Regions from separate parts of the Zea mays genome. Here all the other regions are linked to region 3. A link is a contact called in public Hi-C data. All regions are on one chromosome and are shown on one strand. Each heading gives the region's core, a stretch centred on a gene start, on an enhancer-like site or on the middle of the called end of the contact. The rest is flanking DNA. Distances are from core to core; before and after follow the strand shown. Region 1 holds the start of LOC100501547 (putative protein kinase superfamily protein). Region 2 holds the start of LOC100278124. Region 3 holds the start of LOC118472974.

What was found. A called contact is a pair of places that touch in the nucleus more often than the background predicts.
Region 1: a contact with region 3 is called in a Hi-C map of seedling, with 10 times the contacts expected there. The contact joins the promoter of LOC100501547 here to the promoter of LOC118472974 in region 3. A contact is called at or near these places in 3 of 25 Hi-C or Micro-C datasets (endosperm, seedling and tassel).
Region 2: a contact with region 3 is called in a Hi-C map of tassel, with 3 times the contacts expected there. The contact joins the promoter of LOC100278124 here to the promoter of LOC118472974 in region 3. A contact is called at or near these places in 4 of 25 Hi-C or Micro-C datasets (ear, leaf, tassel and 1 more).

What each region holds. Positions count from the first base shown.
Region 1 is chr7:136,209,786-136,213,442 of Zm-B73-REFERENCE-NAM-5.0, reverse strand. LOC100501547 (putative protein kinase superfamily protein) reads right to left here and starts at 2,301. Exons shown (of 3, transcript NM_001196243.2): 1 at 2,089-2,301; 2 at 128-1,116. The coding sequence starts at 972.
Region 2 is chr7:135,794,648-135,798,175 of Zm-B73-REFERENCE-NAM-5.0, reverse strand. It overlaps LOC100278124, which reads right to left and starts at 1,892. Exons shown (of 4, transcript NM_001151503.2): 1 at 1,737-1,892; 2 at 1,238-1,468. The coding sequence starts at 1,859. LOC103632906 reads right to left here. Exons shown (of 4, transcript XM_008654620.3): 4 at 2,764-2,862. The coding sequence ends at 2,764.
Region 3 is chr7:135,972,240-135,975,936 of Zm-B73-REFERENCE-NAM-5.0, reverse strand. It overlaps LOC118472974, which reads left to right and starts at 1,671. Exons shown (of 1, transcript XM_035961037.1): 1 at 1,671-2,784. The coding sequence starts at 1,894. The coding sequence ends at 2,526. LOC103632907 reads right to left here. Exons shown (of 9, transcript XM_008654621.3): 8 at 3,324-3,415; 9 at 2,775-3,244. The coding sequence ends at 3,207. MIR156j (microRNA MIR156j) reads left to right here and starts at 2,026; the gene lies at 2,026-2,150.

The DNA.
Region 1 (3,657 bases), core at 1,052-3,551, 240 kb before region 3:
GTGCTAGAATAAAATTGCAATGCAAACGTGTTGACCTGCAGATAAGCATTACACAACTCCTGGTAAAAAAAAAGCTAACCAGCGAATTACGCAAGATATTGAACTTATCATTTGCAGGAGTACATACTTTGCTGCTTGCTCTGAAAAATATTTTCCAGGCTGCCTTTGGCGAAGAGTGTGAAGGTCCCCTCCAGGGCAGAATTCCATAACCAAGCATGAAAACTTATCTGTCTCAAAGTGAGTATACAGGGTTGGTAGAAATGGATGGTCCAGGGACTGCAGGATCTCCCGCTCGGTCTGAGCTCGAAGCAGCTTCTTCCGACTTGCCAAAGAAGTCTTATCCATAACCTTCATGGCAAAGTAACTCCGTGTACCACTCAATTCAGATAGGTACACACTTCCTATATCACCAGAGCCCAACTTCTTAAGCAGCCTGAAATGATTCAGTCCAAGAACTTTATCCCTGGACTTCACCACATGGATAGCCTCCCACCTTGAATCATTCCCCTTGTGTGGCTTCGTGGTGGCACTGCTCATGCTGCTGCAGGAGCTCTCATCGCTAATGTCACTGGCGGTGCTCGCACGGCACATGCTGCTCTTCCCACTCTCAGTGAAATCAGCCCGAGTACTCATGGCCACACTACCACTGGTCTTCCTCAAACTACTTGTCCCATCACTCACTTTAGCAGAAGCAAAGCCATCACTTGTACTGCTCTTCTGGGACGTTTTATTTTCCTTATTCCCATTACCATCCAAGTTTTCCTCCACTTTCAACTCAACAGAATCCCCTTCTAGGACCGGTGACTCATCACCAGGAACTGAAGACACACCTGAAGAATCCTTGTCCACCACAGAAGCTGGAGACTCTTGCTGCTGGTGAGACGGCACTAACTTCTCTTTCGCCGCCTCAGCTCCGGGTTCTTCTCTGTCATCTTTTCCTGCTTCCTTTGCCTTTGACGTCTGGCCAGCCATGCTTGGCCAGACAGATTGAGAAGACAACAATCGCGTAGTAGCAGTTGATCAGGAACACAGAAGCGCAGACTCTAATAGGCAGGGAAACACCACAACTTCTCCAAAACTTTCAGCAGAGTGGCAGGGCAATCCCCAGCTCCTGATCTGAAAGATCAATTGGCCACGTTAGCAATAGAACTACAAAAGGTTCTGCAAGAAAAACAGGCTGCAGAGTGAGCAATTCAACAAAAAAAAAACGAAAGAACTAATCCACAACGATCAAGACAGACAGAAAACGAGCACAGCAAACACACGGCGGCGGATACCTGTGTGTGTGTGGAAGAGAGAGAGAGAGAGAGAAGAGGGGCCTTTTCAGGATCCATGGCCAAGAAATTACCTCGCAGGCTCCCGGTCCCGGACAAGCTAGTGCTAGTGCTACGAGCTCGCGTTTCACAACAGATCCATCGCCCCATAACGCCGCATCAACACTCCCCAAAAGGCCAAGCACTAGAACGAGGGCTCAAAAATCACAAGCCCCCACCCCGGCATTCCCCACAAAAATAGGGGGGCGAAGTGGGCCAGCGCCAGAGAGATTAGCAAAGAAAGGGAGAAAAAATCTTTTATGTTCCCAAAGCGAACGGGAAGAAAAAGGGGGCAGCCTAGACTAAAGCACGAGCAGCACAGGCATTGCAACCTGGAACAGCTGCAAGCTCACAAGGCGCACAACTCGCTGCCCCCGCTTTTCTCCCCACCGGGAAAAAAAAAAGAAGAGAGGCAGGTATGATGGAGCACACCGAAATCATATGAGGCAACAGCACAGCACGTCGGCATGTGGTGTGCTCCCCGCGCGTCCGCGTCAGGACATGGGGGCACTAACTCCGGTGGCCAGTGAATGCGGCAGCGGGAGATTTATAAAGACGCGGGGGAGGAGGAGGAGGAGGAGGAGGAGGAAGGGAAGAGGTGGGCTGGATCTGGAAAGTGATGGGGAGGGAGGCATTAAAGCAAGCAACAGATCAGGAATGGTCATCCCCACCTGGGGAAAATGACACCCGAATCAATCAGTCAGTCAGTCAGCCGGCGGTCATTCGACCAGTCAGCCGGCGAGCGGTGGAGGACTGGAGGAGGATGGAGAGGTACCTTTGCTAGTAGGACCGAGGAGCGGCCATGGCACTGCCGATGCTGACTGCGGAGAGGTGAGAGATGGCGCCTCCTGTGCCTGTAGGAGACTCACATGACTGAGCCATGGCGACGGCGCGACGCGGACCAGAGCTGCATTGCGGGCGGCTACTGGGACCGAGAGTGAGTGAGAGCCCTCCCTCCCTCCGCCTCCAGTGATTGGTGTGGGGGTGCTTGTGGGGGGATTCAGGCGGCGAGGCGAAGTGCAGAGGAGACAAAGGGTGCGGGAGGGTGGGACGGGTCAAAGGCAAAGGTTGGTGGTAAAAGGATGCGCTTTTCGAGTGGTTCAACAAAGCGGTTACTCCTCCTCGCTAATCTAATGGTGATGCGCTTGGGGAACCGCGGCGGCCCTGGGGCCTGGGCGCAGCGTGCAGCCGTGCAGCGGTGCAGGGGTGGGTCTCTCGCGTTGCCCGAGGGTCGCGGCGCAAACAGTCCCTACGCTGCCAAATACGTACAAATTTAAACCTTGTTTGTACTAAATTGTAACGTGGGAACATTTTCAGTCCTCTCGACTCTCGACGAGTAACCGGTAGTAGTCCTGAGTCCTGACGTCCTGTGCGTATCTCTCAAGATTTTGTGAGATTTATGAGCAGAGTTTTTGTTTTGATTTCCTTGCTGGGAGCAACATCTGAGAGAGACTGCGTTTCAGTCATTTGGCATAGCGGCTGGCCGGCTGCGGCTGCTGCTGCGGCTATCGTCGTCGGTAGTCTTCGCTCATCAAGATTGGAATTCTTTTGTGTTCGCCACTTCGTTTCACTGCGGATAATAATCACGCAACTGGCTGGACTGCTGCAGACTGCAGCACAGTCCATGGCCAGCAGTTTCGGCAATGGGGAGGAATAAAAATGGCCACACCTCGTCCATTACCGCTAGCTCATCTCGGATGCACAAAAGCAGCCTTGGAATTACACCTCGAAATATGGAGTTGGGTGATTATTAAACCGGACGCCCTTGATTTTGCGGCTCGGCGCCGGTCTTGACTTGAGCTGGGCTAGCACTGAGGCTACATTACAACCACGAGACCGAAATCATAGCCGCCGTGATCGAGGCTTTTCTTCTCGCTCGGATAGAATAGAACAACTTCGGTGTAATCTCTCCGTTAGAAATTACTACTCCTGTTTAAAAAAGAGTTATTAGATGGAAAAAATATAAGATAAGAGTCTATCTTTACATAACTATCCATACGTATCTATCTATTAACTATATTTATGATCTAGAGAGTCAGAGTTATATCACTGAGTCTCTTTAGTGTCTTTTGTATTTGAAAAACCGAACCAACGTTCCCTTAAGGCTATTCTCAATGAGAATTTCACAACATTCTTTACAACACTGCCACAGTGAAACGAAATAGATTTTCTACCCTATATTTTCTAGATTATTCTTAACATCCATGGTATAAGTTGACATGCTCTTTTAGAATATATAGTTGATAGTTGTTTCAGCTAAACAAGTTTTAGTTTTTTTTATAATTATTAGTTCACAATAGCTTTCTCACATCTCACGACTAAAATTAGATTTTCTGAAATTCAA
Region 2 (3,528 bases), core at 643-3,142, 180 kb after region 3:
GCTTAGAATAAAATGCCGTATTATGGCATGGCAGTTTGTTCGTTCTTTTTTAGTTTTCTGCATTCTACCAGTGTTGAAATTTGTATCATCCTATTTGAGAATTCCACAACATGCATAAGCATTTGTCGATTGGATGACAACAGAAACCATAATCATAAATTAATGAATATCCACCGAAAGGTCTACAATTAGAAGAAACAACAGACTGGCAGTTGGTTAACTTTCAGTTTGCTGCATTGTGCCAGCATCAAATTTGACATCATCACTGTAGCGTAATGGACTTAATGGCAATAGTGATACCAAAAGTCATGGAAATATCCAAGATAGATTATTGTACAAACACAAAATGACAACTATATTTACTTTAGCATAATATAAAACTTTTCATTTACACTGGTTCACGTTGCATGCTTAGGCATTGAAATGTTCATGGACACATACAGAAGTAACAAGTAACTAAGTAAGAATGTTGGGTTGAAACAAAAATTAATACCAACTCGAAGTTACTTGGTGGTGAAACCAGTTTTTTCAGAACTACCCACCAAACTTATTGATACAATGATGGTTTTACGCAATTGGAAAGAGATAAAGAGCAGAATAGTTTGTCCAAAAAATGTGGCACGATCTCAGTTAGAAGCCTTGCAGTGGAAGAATAGGTGAAGCAGGTTGCTTGCACCACTTAGGAGTATGTGCAAGATGTCAGTATATTTTACTTAGGGCCTGTTTCAATGCAATAGAGCTAATAGTTAGCTGGCTAAAAAATTGCTAGTGGAATTAGCTGGCTAACTAGTAGCTGATTTTAGCTGGGTTGAACCAACTAACGAACTAATTGGTAGTTGAGGCCACCTTCTTTTCAACATGGAAATACACAGGTGTCCTGTGAGGTGTTGAGAAAAATGATATTATCAGAAGTCCCCCGCTTAACATTGGTTAGGTGGGACTTGGACCGGTACCAACGAAGTGATAACAGCGGATACAATGAGACGTCAGGGCATGAATGCTAACGGACAAAAGATGTGTCTTGGTTTGCAGGAAGATTCAGATTTTCAGATGTCAATCTCCACGTATTCACAATTGAAACTAGGTGGCCTTGCAGCAGTGAGGTCAAACTGAGAAACCATGGATGATGATGGGTCTTTAGTAGACATGTTGGGCAAACCATGCATGGGTCTTTCGATAAGGAGAGACCACGTGGTTACTGAGAGAGACCACAAAAAGAAATGAGGAATCACCCAACCTGAGGACGCTCATCCTCCACTTGCTGGCAATCAAGCTGCTGCTGGTCGTGGTGCTCCAGCAGCAGCTGGTGGTCGTGGTGCTCCAGCAGCAGCTGCTGGTCGTGGTGCTCCAGCAGCAGCTGCTGGTCCTGCTTCTGCTTCTCCTCGTCCTCAATCTCGAAGAGCCTGTTTTGCACAACCTCGTAGGAGCCTTCCTCCAGTAAGGGCCACGCATCAGGGCCCCCGTACACCTACAGCCATAGCAGTGGAAAAACCACAATTGATCGATCAGCTAGCGCATTCATTCATTCACACTCGAATTGAAGCGCCGATCGCCGCAAACACAAGAGAACGCCTTGGAACTGGCTGTCCAAGGCACAAAAAAAAGCAGCAGATTTCGGACCCCCAATCGATCCGCGGAGAAACAGGAAACCAAAACCCTACAACGCCGCCATAGCCCAACGATGCTGCTTGCAGGAAAAAAGAACTAAGAAGGGAGAGGACGTAATCGAAAATCACCTTGAGGAGATCAGCAACGACGGCGCTAATGTCGCGTGCGTCGTAGCCCATGACGACGAAGTGGTCGATGGCCGCGTCGATCCGGCGTTCGCCCTTCCTGGTCCGCCCCCGCCGCGTTGGCATTGCTCTGCTTCCCTTCTTTTAGGTTGTACGAACGGCTGTCGGCCTGATGCGACAGTGCTACTTCATGACTCGTGCTCCTACCTCTGGGGTTTTGCTCGTTTGGTACCGCCACAAATAGTCCTAGTCCATCTACACATGCTACGTAGCACTCACAACAGGGCTCTTGTATCATGAGCTTCAGCTCTGTTCTAGCTCTTCTAAATAAATATTTTCTTATGTTCAAAAAGAGCTTTTAAAGGATCACCCTATTTTATTATAAACATAACTCCTATTTTTATAGCAGAGGGAATGACATGAAGAACCGAAAAAGCATCTTTTTAGGCTTTCGGCTTCGCTTAGTTTCTAGGCACATCTTCTTCCTATTTTTATGGAGAAGTCAATAAAAAAGCCTACCAGACATATATAATGGAGAGACACTAAAATAGTTCTTCAAACATAAAAGACAATTAAAAGACTTTATTATACAATAGAGTGTATATAAAAATAGTGAATTAATAAATACAGAATTAAATGCTTTCATACAACATCAGATCGACAGAACAGAAGACGAATTCGTACAATTATAAATAATACTTCTGTTGCTATTTGGGTTACGAGCCAGAGACATCTCTTTATAGAGAGACAACACCACGATTTTTTTTTTGCAAATACCACTTTAAACACTTCAAAAGTCTCTATATATTAAATACTACCACTGTACATGTCCTAATAGATTATGTGGAGGAGCTGCTGACAGAGCCCTTGAAAGAACCTAGCAAAAAGGGCCTTAGGCGCTGTTTGGTTTTATTAGTCCTAGGACTAAAGTTTAGTCAAGAGACTAATCTTTAGTCCCTACCCTGTTTGGTTCTAGAGACTAAACATGAGCTAAACACAGTTAAAGCAGTATACAAATACCAAAATGCCCTCACTCTTGCCCCTGCCCCTGCTGCTTGCAAATAAGACTGTGCGCTGAGCTGAAACTGTGTTGCTGAACTGAACTGTGCTGCTGAGCATATATTTGAAACTGAAATATATTTGAAACTGAAATACAAACACCTGTGAACTGAAATATATTTCAAATACGACTGTTTACAAATGCGACTGTGAAATATATTATAAATCAAATGCCACCAAAAGGAAACTGCAACTGCTTGCACAACAGAAGCAAAAATTACAAGATCTCTCTCGTTTCATTGCATCCAATATGAACAAACCACAAATATATTTTAAATATATTTCAAATATTCCAAATGCCAAACTGAGAAGCTGCCACAAATGAGTTTCAAATAATAGAACAGTCCAGAACGATACACAAATTTATTACACACAATGCATTTTACATTCTACTAAACAAACCATCACATATCCATTCTCGAAATTCATTCATATTGTAGTCGTCTTCACCTTGAACTGAAACGACGTCTTGACTAATTGCACCGGCAGTAGATGACTCACCAATTTCAGGAACATAATTCTCATCATGGTCACACAAATCAAAGTCCTTGTCTCCCAGATAACTCTCTCTAATAAAATTATGAAGTGCCATGCATCCCATAATTATTTTGCTTTGTTTTGGCATTGGATAACTAGGGAGATTCAATAGAATCCTCCATTTCATTTTCAACACACCAAATGACCTCTCAATAACATTTCTAAGAGAAGAATGTGCGTAATTGAAATTCTCCTTTTT
Region 3 (3,697 bases), core at 422-2,921:
GCACGCTGCACAACCACACCGACACCAGGCCACCAGGAAACAACAGAACTGCCCATGCGGTGACATCACCACGTCCTGTTTCAGTTGACCCGAGTCCGCCACATTGCACCGGCGAAGACCGGGTCGCGAACCACCGCGTAGGGCGCGCTGTCGCTAGCTGTGGCGGGCGGTGGTGCCGTGGTGGTGGCGGTGACGAGCTCATCCTGCCGGCCGGGGCCCCACTACCGGCCGACGTCGTGGACGACTCCCCGGTCGCCAAACACGCCGCGGAACGGCCTCGCCGTGGCCGTCGGCACCGGCACCACGTTCGTTGCAGGCTTGCAGCTCCCCACGTCTGCCCAGCCATGGGCGCTGGTTCTATCCGCCTTCTTTATTGGTGATCCCCGGTGCCCGCCCGCGAGCTGTCCGTCCCCGAGCCCGTCTCCGCCAGCTGCACCAACGCCACGCCGCTCGTCGCGGTGGCCGTGACCAACAGGTGAAAGAAAAAACCGGGTGTCGTGCTCCGAGGACGACGACGGCGAAGCGAGGGTGTGGGACCTCCCCGCGGGCTGGTCCTCGCCAAAAACGTTCTGGGCCATTGGCGTGCTGGTGGTCAAGGCTAGGCTGGCCAGGGGCGGAGGGGAGCGGTTCAGGGTCCACGACGGCGTGGCGCGTACTAGAGCCAGCGAGCAGGGGGAGATGCACCTGATGCTGTGCGCGCGTCGGAGGTTGACAAGGCGACGTCCGTGGACCTGCCCCAGATAAACGCCACCACCTACAGGCGGTGCCTGCGGCTGGTGCTCTCCGGGAGATCAAGGACGTGGCAAATGGCCACTCCGCGCCGCGATGCCGTCAAGGACGGCAACGTTAGCGACTGATCGATCGTCACTGATGATCTGAGTAGAGACTTGGCGACATGCATGTCGAGATTTGGATTGTCCAAGCAAGCATGTAGTTGAACCTGATTATCTATGCAAGCCTTTCTAATTTTTTTTGCCGTGAACACATAAATTGCGCCCGCCGCCACTCTGGTTGTCAGGAAGGAGGGAGTTTCGGCAGTGTTTGCACAACCAAATCAAAAACAACGTCTCACTTGCAACGGTTCCTTTCCAAGGTGATGCAGTTACAGCACCTTCCCTCCATGGCTCCATCCACCCCTGCGCACTGCCCGGCCGCGCGCGCGACTGCTGCGTGCACGCTAGCCCAGCAGCGCCGCGAGCGCGACGTGCACGAGCGTTTCCGCAGCGCCTGGCTGCACCTGCAGGCAGAGGGCGGCCAGCGCGCGCCGCGGCGGATTAATTCGCAGCCGCGCGCGCCCGCGCGCGCGCGGACCCCCCCTCACAACAACAACTGAATTTACAACGGCCAGACGTAACGCGCGGTACGGCGTCCCCCCGTCGCTCTCTGCCGGATATGGCCACTGCCGCGGCGCGGACGCAGGGCCACGTTCTCGGCGCCGTTTCGGGTCGGCGCGCAGTCGCGCACCGAGTAAACACGCTTCCCACGTTCTGCAGGGCAGCAGCGGCAGGCAGGCAGGCAGGCCGTGCCTCACCCCGGTCACCCGGAGAGTTTCGCTTTATTACTTGAGCCCAGACGTTTCGCTGCCACGCCTCACGGACTGCTCACTCTCTCTCTCTCTCTCTCTCTCTCTCTCTCTCTCTCTCTCTCTCTCTCTCTCTCTCTCTCTCTCTCTCTCTCTCACACACACACACACACACCGTCTCCTCGCAAGCACGCACCACAAGCCAGCGGCGGGCGAGCATCGGAGTCTCGTCGTCCATGGTCACGCTGTTTCTCTCCCTCCCGGCGAACTGGCGAAGCTAAGCAAACTCCTCCGTCCACCCACACTTCTCTGATGATTCAGGCGTGTGGCCATCTGCTGGTGCAGTGGCGCTCCTCCCATAGTCCCATCGCATGCACGATGGTGTGGCGTCTGGCGTGGCAGATATGGATGGCTTATTGGGTTTTCCTCTCGGTGCAGGGTCCGTGGCAAAGGGGGAGGGCCGACGCCGGCGGGGGGGCCCGGGCAGGGATGGAGAGAGCGGTCGAGTGGACCTCGGGAGCGATGACAGAAGAGAGAGAGCACAACCCAGCACCAGCGAGGAAAAGCCTCGCTTCTGCGAGGGCCGTGTGCTCTCTGCTCTCACTGTCATCGCCCACAGGCCACCGAACCGTGATCTCTCGGGGGGCCATGCAACGCATGCAGTGCAGCTAGCTTCTTCTCGTGGGTTATGCGGATGTTTCATGTGCAATATACTTGCGGCTGCAGGTGGACCTGTGGCACAGTCGCCGGCGGGGCGAAGGATCAAGACAAGCTCCACGAGGCCAGCAGTAAGGAGCGGCACACGGGGAGGGGCACCGCTGTCTCTGCCTCTACTCCCACCAGTTCAGGCGTCCGTGGCGCCGGGCTCCACGGCGATCATTGTGACGAGCGACGTGCGACTTGCCATCCTCAAAGGCTTCGTCGTCGTCGACCCGCTCGCCACAATGCGGCCGCCGACTATGCCTACGGCACGCGCCGCGACCTGGACTCAACCGTCACTATAGGTCTCATGTTCGTTTTGCAACCGACACCAGATATTCTGCGTGCTGCGTTCCTCAGTCCCAGCCGGCTAGCCCAGGCCGCACGAACACCACGCGGACATAATTAACTTCAGGGGAAATACTGTGCCATTCTTCTACGCAACATTCTCGTGGCATATGGTTGCTCCGTGTTCTTTGCCTCTATTTGATCCGCGTTCCTTTTTCTTCGTACATAATGTCCAGCCACATTATTCAAAGAAAACTTTGCATGATTGATCCAAATCGTTTAAACAATCCGATGCGTCATTTCTTTGCGTTAAAAATAGCCGATCTTTATCGTTTCCATGTGTACAAGTTACTCCATCATGGCATTACATGATGTTACACAGAAACACCTTAACAACCATGGCTGCTCCTTTGAGCACAGTGCTCAGACAAGATAAATACTCTTGTCAACCAACAGCTTATATCTCCTTGCACGGAGTGCGTCGAATCAAAAGCCTTGGTGAACTAATCGAAACTATGTACAACAACGTACGATCGTTGCCGCAGTTGCCTAACGGTACAAGAATGTTGTTCTTACATATATGAAACTAGTGAAACCAGCTTATACACAAACTGCCTGACGAAAGGCAGCAGCGTACAACCAAGAGTTCAGTCAATGCAAGCTCATCTGGGACCTATTTTCGAACTAGGAAAGAAACTCATCTGAAACCACGTTGCGGTATGTGGGCAGGACAAACTGCAAAGAACAAGAAAGTAAGTGTTTGCAACTAACAGGATCATTTAATTCACAAGGGCAGTGATGGATAAGGGATTACTTTCAGAGAGATCAGAGGAGCGTTTTCGTGCAAAGATTTTCCTAGGGTCCAAAACATAATTGGATAACAAGATTTTCTCCAAGTTCTCTCCCCTGCAAATCAGAGAAGAGACCGTGTCATCAGTAATCTCTCAGGGGACAATGAGGGAAAATCAAGTAATAAAATGAGAAATGGGCATGACTGAGATGCCTTGAGTTTCTCTGTTGCATCTTGCATCCCATAATCATTAATCATCAATTATGCGAACTAACTCATCCTATGACCCCCCCACCCTCACGTTGTGGTTGTGGCTCCTGAGCTTTGCCATACGGCATCACATATTCACATCAACATAACATATGTAAAGAACAGCAACTATGTTATTAAGAGATTCT